Linked DNA regions of Astyanax mexicanus: region 2 is linked to region 1. Evidence: chromatin contacts called from public Hi-C data. All regions are on one chromosome and are shown on one strand. Each heading gives the region's core, a stretch centred on a gene start, on an enhancer-like site or on the middle of the called end of the contact. The rest is flanking DNA. Distances are from core to core; before and after follow the strand shown. Region 1 has its middle 22 kb from the start of LOC111190556. Region 2 has its middle 20 kb from the start of LOC111190039.

Region 1 (4,567 bases), core at 837-3,336:
TACGAATATAAGTTTGATTAGTTAGAATTTATCCAATAGACACTGAATGCCATAATCTACGAGGTCGAATTTAAAATTATTTAATATAAAAAATATTTTTATATTTATATATTTCCTTTATAATAATTTGATAGGGTTATTGGTGAAGTTCTGTTTCAGTATTGATCTTCCAGCTGATCTCGTGCTTTATTTTAGTATTATAATTATAATAATGATAAACAAGTGCAGAAAATACTTTCGGTTTTGAAATGAGGTCATTTTCTCCGAGTAACGCGTGACGCTGCAGTGTTCTGAACTGTGATTGGCTGGAGGCTGGTGTTTATATGGGTGTGGGCGGGAGTCTTACAGGGTTGCCAGATTTACATTTTTTAACCCGTATTATAAATGCTGTTTAGACCAGAGTAGGGCAATTCATTTCCCCAAGCTGCCACATAATACATTGGGACTATTTTGGAGGGCCAGGCCAACAGATTCACCTTAATTTGGCTCAATGTTAATTTGATATCGTTAAAAACACAGTAATTATCTGGTTTTGATAAGCTATTTCTGGTGAGATTAGACATTAATAAAAATGTGAAGCAGGTATATTAATCAATATTCACACAAACAGTAAAGACCAGCATAAGCATTTCTAAATTCAAAAATAAAAGCACTATAGCTATTTGGTTTATAGTCTAATTACCTTATTTGCTGTTTGTACATTTTTTTTTCATGTTTAATGAGAGAAATCTAGTCTTTTTTGGGTTTGAACAAGTGCAGAAAAGCCTGGTTCAGATTTTCTATGCTAAGGGCTGGTTATAGAAAGGTAAAGGTCCAGATATGACCCCTGGACCATAAAATATCCAGGCCTGTTTTCTGATTTTCTGACAGTGAGGACCTACTATGACTATAGTATGGATACTTAATTGTCTTAAAGTGCCTTAAATCCTCTTAAATCTCCTTAATGTTTTTATTTCCCAGATTGTACATGCTTTTAAAGATTTTAAATTAGCTAGTTTACTGATTTACTGAGTTAAACAATACCATAAATTAAGATTAAAATTAACAAAAACTGTTAAAAAAAAACAGTTTTACACTGGACCATATTTTCAGTCTACGAAATGTTCCAGGTTTCTGTATACAACAGTGTAAATATATGTTTGGTTCGTCTGAAAATGCTGGAATTAATGCAAGTCTGTTACTTTATTTTTGTGTTTAAGTTTAATCTGCAGTGTAGAAAATAAATTAAATAAATAAATAAAGAAAAACATTTTTCCAATATTCAGTGGGACATGTCCTATATATCCAACCCGGTCCCTTTGCCAGTAATGTGGTGAGTTATATTAAAGTGTAACTAAACTCCTAAACACTAAACATTAATTGTAGCTGCCTCCACCCTCAGCTCAAATTTGAAAAAGGCTAAAAATGGGTGGAGCAGTTTGGGAGGGGCACTGGGTGATGTATGGGTTTAGAGCTGATTGTGAGTGTCAGCGTACCAAACTACATGGAACGTGATGCAGAGGCAGAAATGTCCAAAATAAAAGTGTTTTTTAAAAAACAAAAATGTTTTATTTTTTAAAAAGCAGGACTGGTATATTTTATTACTTCAGAAGAAAACATTTCAGCTATTAATGAACAGGAGAGGTGAAGAGGGGGCTGAAGTTCAGAGAGCACTGCCCACCTTTTCTTATGATAATATTACAGTGTTGTGTGTGAGATCTGCTGTACTGTCGCTTTATCTGCGCTGGGTTTAATCTGTTTACTCCTACATAGTTCTGCTTTACAGTCTGCTGATCTCAGACCTGCTCACTTACACATGATTCACAGTCACATGATTTACAGGAAATCCAGCAGCAGCACTAATAGTGATAATCTCACACTATAGAAATAATAGATAATAGATAATATCACTATTACTACTAGTTAAATATAAAATACAGTGGTGCTTAAACGTTTGTGAACACTTTTTTTGAAATTTCTATATTTTTGCATAAATATGAGCAAAAATATAATCAGATTTTCAAACACGTCTTAAAAATTGATAAAGACACAAATATAAGACAAAAATAGTATAAATGCTCTTTTATTTATTGTGGAAAATTATCCAATATTACATATTTGTAAGTTAAAAAGTAAGCGTACCTCAAGTCAATCATCACAATATATACACAATATATTTTTAAGACTGATGTTTGAGCTCATATTTATGAAGAAATATAAAAAATTCTAAAGGGTTCACAAACTCTCAAATCCCACTTTAATAACAGATCTCTATAATAACTAGTTTTACTAGTAATAAAGTAATTATTACCTAATAAGTAATGAAGTCTTATTCATACAAAATAAATACAGATAAGAGAAAGTAGAATACCTTGTAAAACAATGGTAATATGTGAATACTCAGAATTACATTAAGCATAAGTGCTCCTGGTAATATAAATAGTAAAAATGGATTTATTTATAAATATGTACATCTGATATAATTACTAATAAATATTTAATAGCTACTGTAAACTAGTATAAACTGAATTACAGAGATGTAATTTGAGTTTTTACTGGTAAATACTGGGTTCCTGTTTGTTTTGCTGGTGTTTTGAGGCTAAAACATGCTCTGAACCAATCAGATCACTTCATACCATAACCATCCACTAATTACCCCTTCAGCTTTATTAGAAAACAGTGGTGAAATCTCTACTGAATAAAAAAAATTGAACACATGTTTAATCACATTCTCAAAATATTTTGGATTTTAGTGTTTTTATTGCAGTTTCTCTTTCTTTGCTCGGCTGTTTTCTCATCTCTGGCCTTTGCTGCACTCTGGTGGTTGATGTTCTAAATAGTTCATTTATAGCATTAGATGCCACTTAAGTTCTTATAAGTTAATTTAAATCAATTAAATATTGTTATTATAGAAAAAAGGATTAGATAATACACCAGAACACTGACAGGCTATATCTACAGTGCAGTAATAAATAAACAAAAGAATAGAAAAGAAATAACATGACCCCTCGTTTCAGTTAGAACTATATTCAGCTCTATGCCAGATGTCCAAAATTAATTTATTGTTCTATAAATGTCTTATTTCAACAACAAGATTTTAACTCTATAGAGTTTAAGAGAGTTGAACAGAAGATGAGTGTTTTATATACAGTCTTCTCTTTTGCAGGAGTGTCCTAATCTGACAGAACTTTGTTCTTTATTGGAAATCATGATGCTCCCTGCACCATGCTTCACAGTGTCTAATATGTAAACTTTCACTTGTCAGTCTTTTGTCAGCTTTTTCCTATTAGCATTTTGGAACATCAAGGTGATTTGGGGTGATCTCTATCTCTAATAGAGAGGAGAATACCAACTTAACAATGTGTTTTGGGGAATGGATTTATTTGGAGCACTTGAGAAAAATGATAGTTTATTAATGTCTGATATTTTTTATACTGAAATATTTTCTAATTTCCTCAACATAGAACATTATTAAATATTTCAGTACAGCACAAATTACCTTTAAAGCTTTAAAACTCCATTTATTAACCTTCAATGTTGTTTAAGCAGTGGAACACATCTATTGCCTAAACCCTGTCTACACTAGAAAATGGAAAAATTAAGTTAATTTTATTTTTGCATCTTCTACTTTCCATAATAAAAAATCAGTAGAATCATTCTATTAAAGTCATAATTTCATTAATGTTTCATAATTTTACAATTCCACATTTTTGATAATTTCCTAAACACAGAACAATATTTCTTATTTCAGTACTGAATTTTTATCATCATCAACTCACCAACCAATCAGCTCACAGTAGCAGTAATGCTAGCCTCTTTACTGCCTAAAAAACACTTACTGTAGAAAAACATAAATAAGCAAGTAAATTTTACTTTGCTTTTATAGGGAAATACTTTAATATTTATTTCTGAAATTATTATTTTTTTAATTAATTATCAAAGAAGTTATTAGCCGTTTACCCCCATTTATTGAGGACTCATTGACCTCCCTCTAGTGGTGTGCAGTAATTTTCTGATGAAAACAAAGAGTCTGTAAGGAGGAGAATATCCACTTCAGAATAGATTTCGGGTTTGCTGGACCACTAGAGGGCGATTTCGAGGGAGTTCAAAATGAATGGATTCAGTAAATCCAAAGTTTATATTAAGTATTTTTATACTGAAACCTTATATTTTTATAAACCTGACCTGTTTCTCTGTCCTTTCCTCTGTACTGCTGTAACATTGTAAATTAATAAAGGATTATCTTATCTTATCTTATCTTATAAAAATGTCTCTCGAGACATCTTTTTTTCTTTTCCGGACCACCAGAGGGCGCTCCGAGTGAGTACAAAATGAATGAATGGGTTTATATGGAGCATTTTCATATATCCATATTTGAGCAAAATCATTATTTAAAAATGTTTCATAATTTTAGTACTGAAAATTATGTATTATTTCCTAAACAAAGAACAATTTTAAATATTTAAGTACCAAAGACAATTTATAACAATCCAAATGTACTGATACATTTTAATACTTAAAAATGTCATTATTTTCAAACGTTAAACTCTTTTAACTCTTTTATACTCTTTTATACTCCTGGCTGTAA
Region 2 (4,567 bases), core at 1,031-3,530, 71 kb before region 1:
TGTGCAGCGACTTGGTTCTAATACATCAGCTCACAGACGCAGCCTTGTGTGGATCCACATCACCCTAGGAGTGATGAGGGGAAAAAGAGCGCCATCTACTGTACTGTACCCACCCAGAGAGAGAGAAACCAACTGTGCTCTCTCAGGGCTCCGGTAGCTGATGGCAAGCTGTATGAACAGGATTCGAACCTGATCATAGTAACAGCCCACTTAGACAGCTTGACCACTTTAAGCCCTTATATATATATTTTTAAATATCTAACAGATATGGGTCCTGCTGATTGTCTTGTGGATCCCTTTGTTGTAGTGCATGGTAGAAAAGTGCCACGGCTTTTACAAAAATGTATTAAATACTAAAAGAAATGTTATATTCTTAAAAATTGGAGAGGTTTGCTTTTTAACTTTAATAACTGCTTCAAGATCAATTTGGGGTAAAAAATAGAATAATAAGAGATTATGTTACGGGTTATACAAAATATAGAGCATAGATCTTATGAAAAAAATCAGTCTGTGAATGAAAGTAAATAGTGCCAGTGGATGGAGCTGTTCTACCATTTAACAAACCGAAAGTATTTGTGTAGGAATGTGTGTGTGTGTGTGTGTGTGTGTGTGTGTGTGTTTGCTCAGATCTGAAGGGACTTTCCATCCTGCTCTGCCAAACAGGCCTGGCATGATTTATTTACCACACAGAGCCGAACGGTTTACGGACTTTACCCTGTGCTGTAGAGTTTATAGGTCAGGAGTTTTATGATGGGGATAAACAGATGAATAATAAAAGCACAGAAACATCAAAAGATGATTTTTATAATAGTTTAGTAGTGTGTTTGTGTGTGTTTGATAGAGTGGAATACTCTTACAAAATCAGAAGTGTGAAGAGTCACCACTCAGCACTATCTCTGTGTGTCCTCACATAACCCCCCCCCACACACACACACATTATATATTTTCCTTTCTCCTCCAGAGAAGCCTAAACACACTTAATAACAGATTACTTTACCTATCCGGTATTACACAAACACTCTTAATAAAAATCAGACTATAAGATGTATATATCTGAAGTGAGCAAAGATTATATTTAACCCTTAATACTATATTTTTTCTCTTCATTTCTTTTGAGAAAGAACATTTCTTAATTTCACTATTCCTTTCTTTCTCCACCTTTAAGATAAGATAAGATATAGTAAGAAGTAAGAAGTCCTAGGGGACTTCCTATTGCAGAGTTATATGAGTTATATGATGAACAACCTCCTAGAATGCAGCAAACATTTACAACCACAAAAAAACACCTCCTGTATCAGATGTGAAATTTATGACTATTTTTTTGTGGATCACAGGTTCATCCTTTCAGTATTATATAGTACTTACATGAAGATTATTAAATGAATGAAGTTTGGGGTTCCTAGGTCATTTCTTTAGTACATTAAATCATTTTATAAGCTTTGGATCATCTTTTCAACCATTAAAAAGTTTGACCATTAAAAACAGAGGCAGATACACTGCAATAAAATACAATATGTTATATGTTCATTGAGATGTATATCTTATAGTAAGCAAAAAAATCTGCTTTTTTTTTTCCAAGCATGATTTCTTAAAATAAGAAATCACCCAAACTGTTGTCCAATAGCTCCTGCATACACAGACAGTACTGGAGAGAAATGAAGTTAAAAGGTGTTGTGAAGTAAAGACTTAAATCAAGCCAAAAATAAATAAATTTTTGTCTTAAATTTGGACACAAAAATCAGAATAGCTTGACTGTTTCTGCTTATTTTGAGTCAAATAATTTAAAATGAAGTAAAAATTCTAAGTGATTCTTATCAGACAAAAAATAAGATTTATAGCTTTGAAATAAGTTAATTTCACTTTTCATGTATATTTTATTTTTCCATTTTTACGTATTGTTAATATAACAATATTCAATATAATAATATAATATAACAATTATTTTGCAGTGTAAGGACAATAACAAAGTATTTATCCTCCAATTACTTGCCAAATCTGGAGATCTTACACTTATCTTATATGAGTTTAGCTGAGTTTCATAATCAGGAGAGCTCATGTGCTCAACAGTATAGTTTTCATTTCCTTTGTGAAGATCTTCTCAAACCTGCTGTGTTGTTTTCTACATAGCAACCAGTGATGCTCAGCATTTTCCTCTAATCTTATTGGCTGAGATAGGAACATTAATAACAATACAGAATAACGTGTTTAAACTCTTACAGAAACTGTGTTCTGTCTCTTAGTGTTAAGTTGTGTGTGTTAATAATAAGTGGATTTGTGATGTTTTTTAGACTGATATAATGTTTATATGTACACGCTGCTCAGTATTATCTATTGTTTACTGGGTTCTGTTACTTTAAGAAAACTGTTTTGGAGTTTAGACAGCATGAGTCAGGTGCAGTTCTGGCGGCAAAAACACTGCAGACTGTAGCTTCCTCCTGATTTAACTCATCAGATAATGAACTAAGGAGGGCTGTGTGAAAAGAATTCAGGTGGAAATCCCAGTTTAACATTTGTTTCTTAGGGTATTTTTGAATGGTAGCTGTAGGTAATAAGCATGTGTGACCATGCAGTCAGTTTGACAAATAAACAAAACTAATTTAACCTCAGATTTAAATTTGTAAAGAGATTATACTACTACTACTAATAATAATTATAATAAAAAGTTTTGTAATTCATTTTATTCTACTAATAAGTGCAAAATGACTGTTTTATTGGAAACATCCACTCTAATAAAGTATATCTGTTAGTTTAAAAAATATCTCCACCCATATCATCGTAATTCTCATCAAAATCAGAAGTGTAACCATTTTAATGCCTCAAAAAACCCATAATGATGAGATATCGCACTATTTTACTTGGTCAGTTTTCTAGATTAAGCCTAGGGTTTAGGGATAACGCCTAGTCATACAGTATATTTTATTTTGAATAGGAAATTTCCATTTATAATGTTGTTTATTCCAAGACTAGGTTTAACCCCTGTCTGGGAAACTGTCCTAAAGAGTTCAGCTCACAAAATAAAGCTAAATAAAACACTATTCAGCTTTAAATGAGAAATTCATAGTGTTGTTTGTCGCCAGAGCCCATGTGCTCAACAGTATAGTATTCATTTCCTCGGGGCAGATATTCTCAAACCTGCTGTGTTCTTTTCTACATAGCAACCGGTGATGCTCAGCATTTTCCTCTGATTTCATTGGCTGAAAGAGCACATTAAAGAGAACATTAACAATGAAAAGGGAAAATAGAACATTAATAACAGAATAAAGTGTGTTAATAATGAGTGGGTTTGTAAAATTGTCATACGAATTTCCACCTGTAGGAATGAAGGGTGGAATATTTAATTGCAAACATTCCATTTTATTCCTAGCAACACCTTAGCAACTAACTAGCAATCACCTATAGCAACACAATTTAAACCACATGAATATATCAGCAACACCAGCTGAACAGTGTTGGGCACGTTACTTTGAAAAAGTAATTAGTTATAGTTACTCGTTACTTCTCCAAAAAAGTAACTGAGTTACTAACGGAGTTACTCCACTATAAAAGTAACTAGTTACCAGTAAAAGTAACTATGCGTTACTTTTTATTATTCGCCCGTCAAAAAAAAAGGAAATCAATTATGCATTTACTATTATTATTAGAAAAATAACAAACGAAAATAAACCCAAAATGTTGACAATCTAACGAATTTCAAAAAAACAAAACAAAATTCTCCACAGAACCAAAGAAAATTATTAAAACTTGTAATACTGAAAAAAACGGAAAAAATGGAAAAACTGGGGATGAAATTAAACAAACCAAGCCGCACTCAAAGGAAATATGTATATATAAACAAAACAAAATAACGGACAAAAACAACAATCTAATGACCGTTAAAGCTTCACCAAAAGCAGCAGCACCACAAAAACCGGAGCAGCTAAAAAGAGCTTAACGTCCTTAATTCGGAACTTGGCCTGTCCACGGCGATCACTGAATTAATTAGAGCAGCAAATCGTCACAATTGTGCCTCACTTCACCACGCCAAACCACAGGCACAGCGGCCAGAAGCTCAAGTTCACCGGAAAGAGGAGGGGTTAACCAGGGCAAAGCGAAGTTAAAAAAAAAAAAAGTTAATAGAGCGGCTAAAGTAACGTGCAGTAACGGGGTGTTGGAAATGGTAACGGCGTTATAGTTACAGTCATAGTAATTAGTTAGATTACTCGTTACTGAAAAAAAGTAGTTTTAACGCCGTTACTCCCAACACTGCAGCTGAATCTTTGCACAGCACCCCTTCTTGGCATTGCTCTTGACAACTTTATTTGTATGGAGGAGCAGCTGGACAAACCAGCTATTGTTCAAACCTTTGGGCACCCCACATGTCCATTCCAAACTAGCATCCATAGCAGCCTAGCCTACATAGCTTCACAGTGTGCAAATACATTCTAATCTGATTTATTTTTAGCACCCACTTAGCCACCACTTAGCAACACCATAGCAAACACAACAGATACCATAGCAACACCATTGCAAACACCTAGCAACACCTTAGCAACTAACTAGCAACTAACTAGCAACACCTTAGCAATGC

What was found. A called contact is a pair of places that touch in the nucleus more often than the background predicts.
Region 2: a Hi-C map of muscle shows a contact between it and region 1, with 14 times the contacts expected there. The contact joins two enhancer-like sites. A contact is called at or near these places in 2 of 3 Hi-C or Micro-C datasets (blood and muscle).

What each region holds. Positions count from the first base shown.
Region 1 is chr22:9,988,305-9,992,871 of AstMex3_surface, reverse strand. No RefSeq gene overlaps it. Among protein-coding and RNA genes, the nearest start is that of LOC111190556, 22 kb to the left of the region's middle. Within about 2 kb of position 2,086, the one cell type or tissue checked has an H3K27ac peak away from gene starts, as active enhancers do.
Region 2 is chr22:10,059,239-10,063,805 of AstMex3_surface, reverse strand. No RefSeq gene overlaps it. Among protein-coding and RNA genes, the nearest start is that of LOC111190039, 20 kb to the right of the region's middle. Within about 2 kb of position 2,280, the one cell type or tissue checked has an H3K27ac peak away from gene starts, as active enhancers do.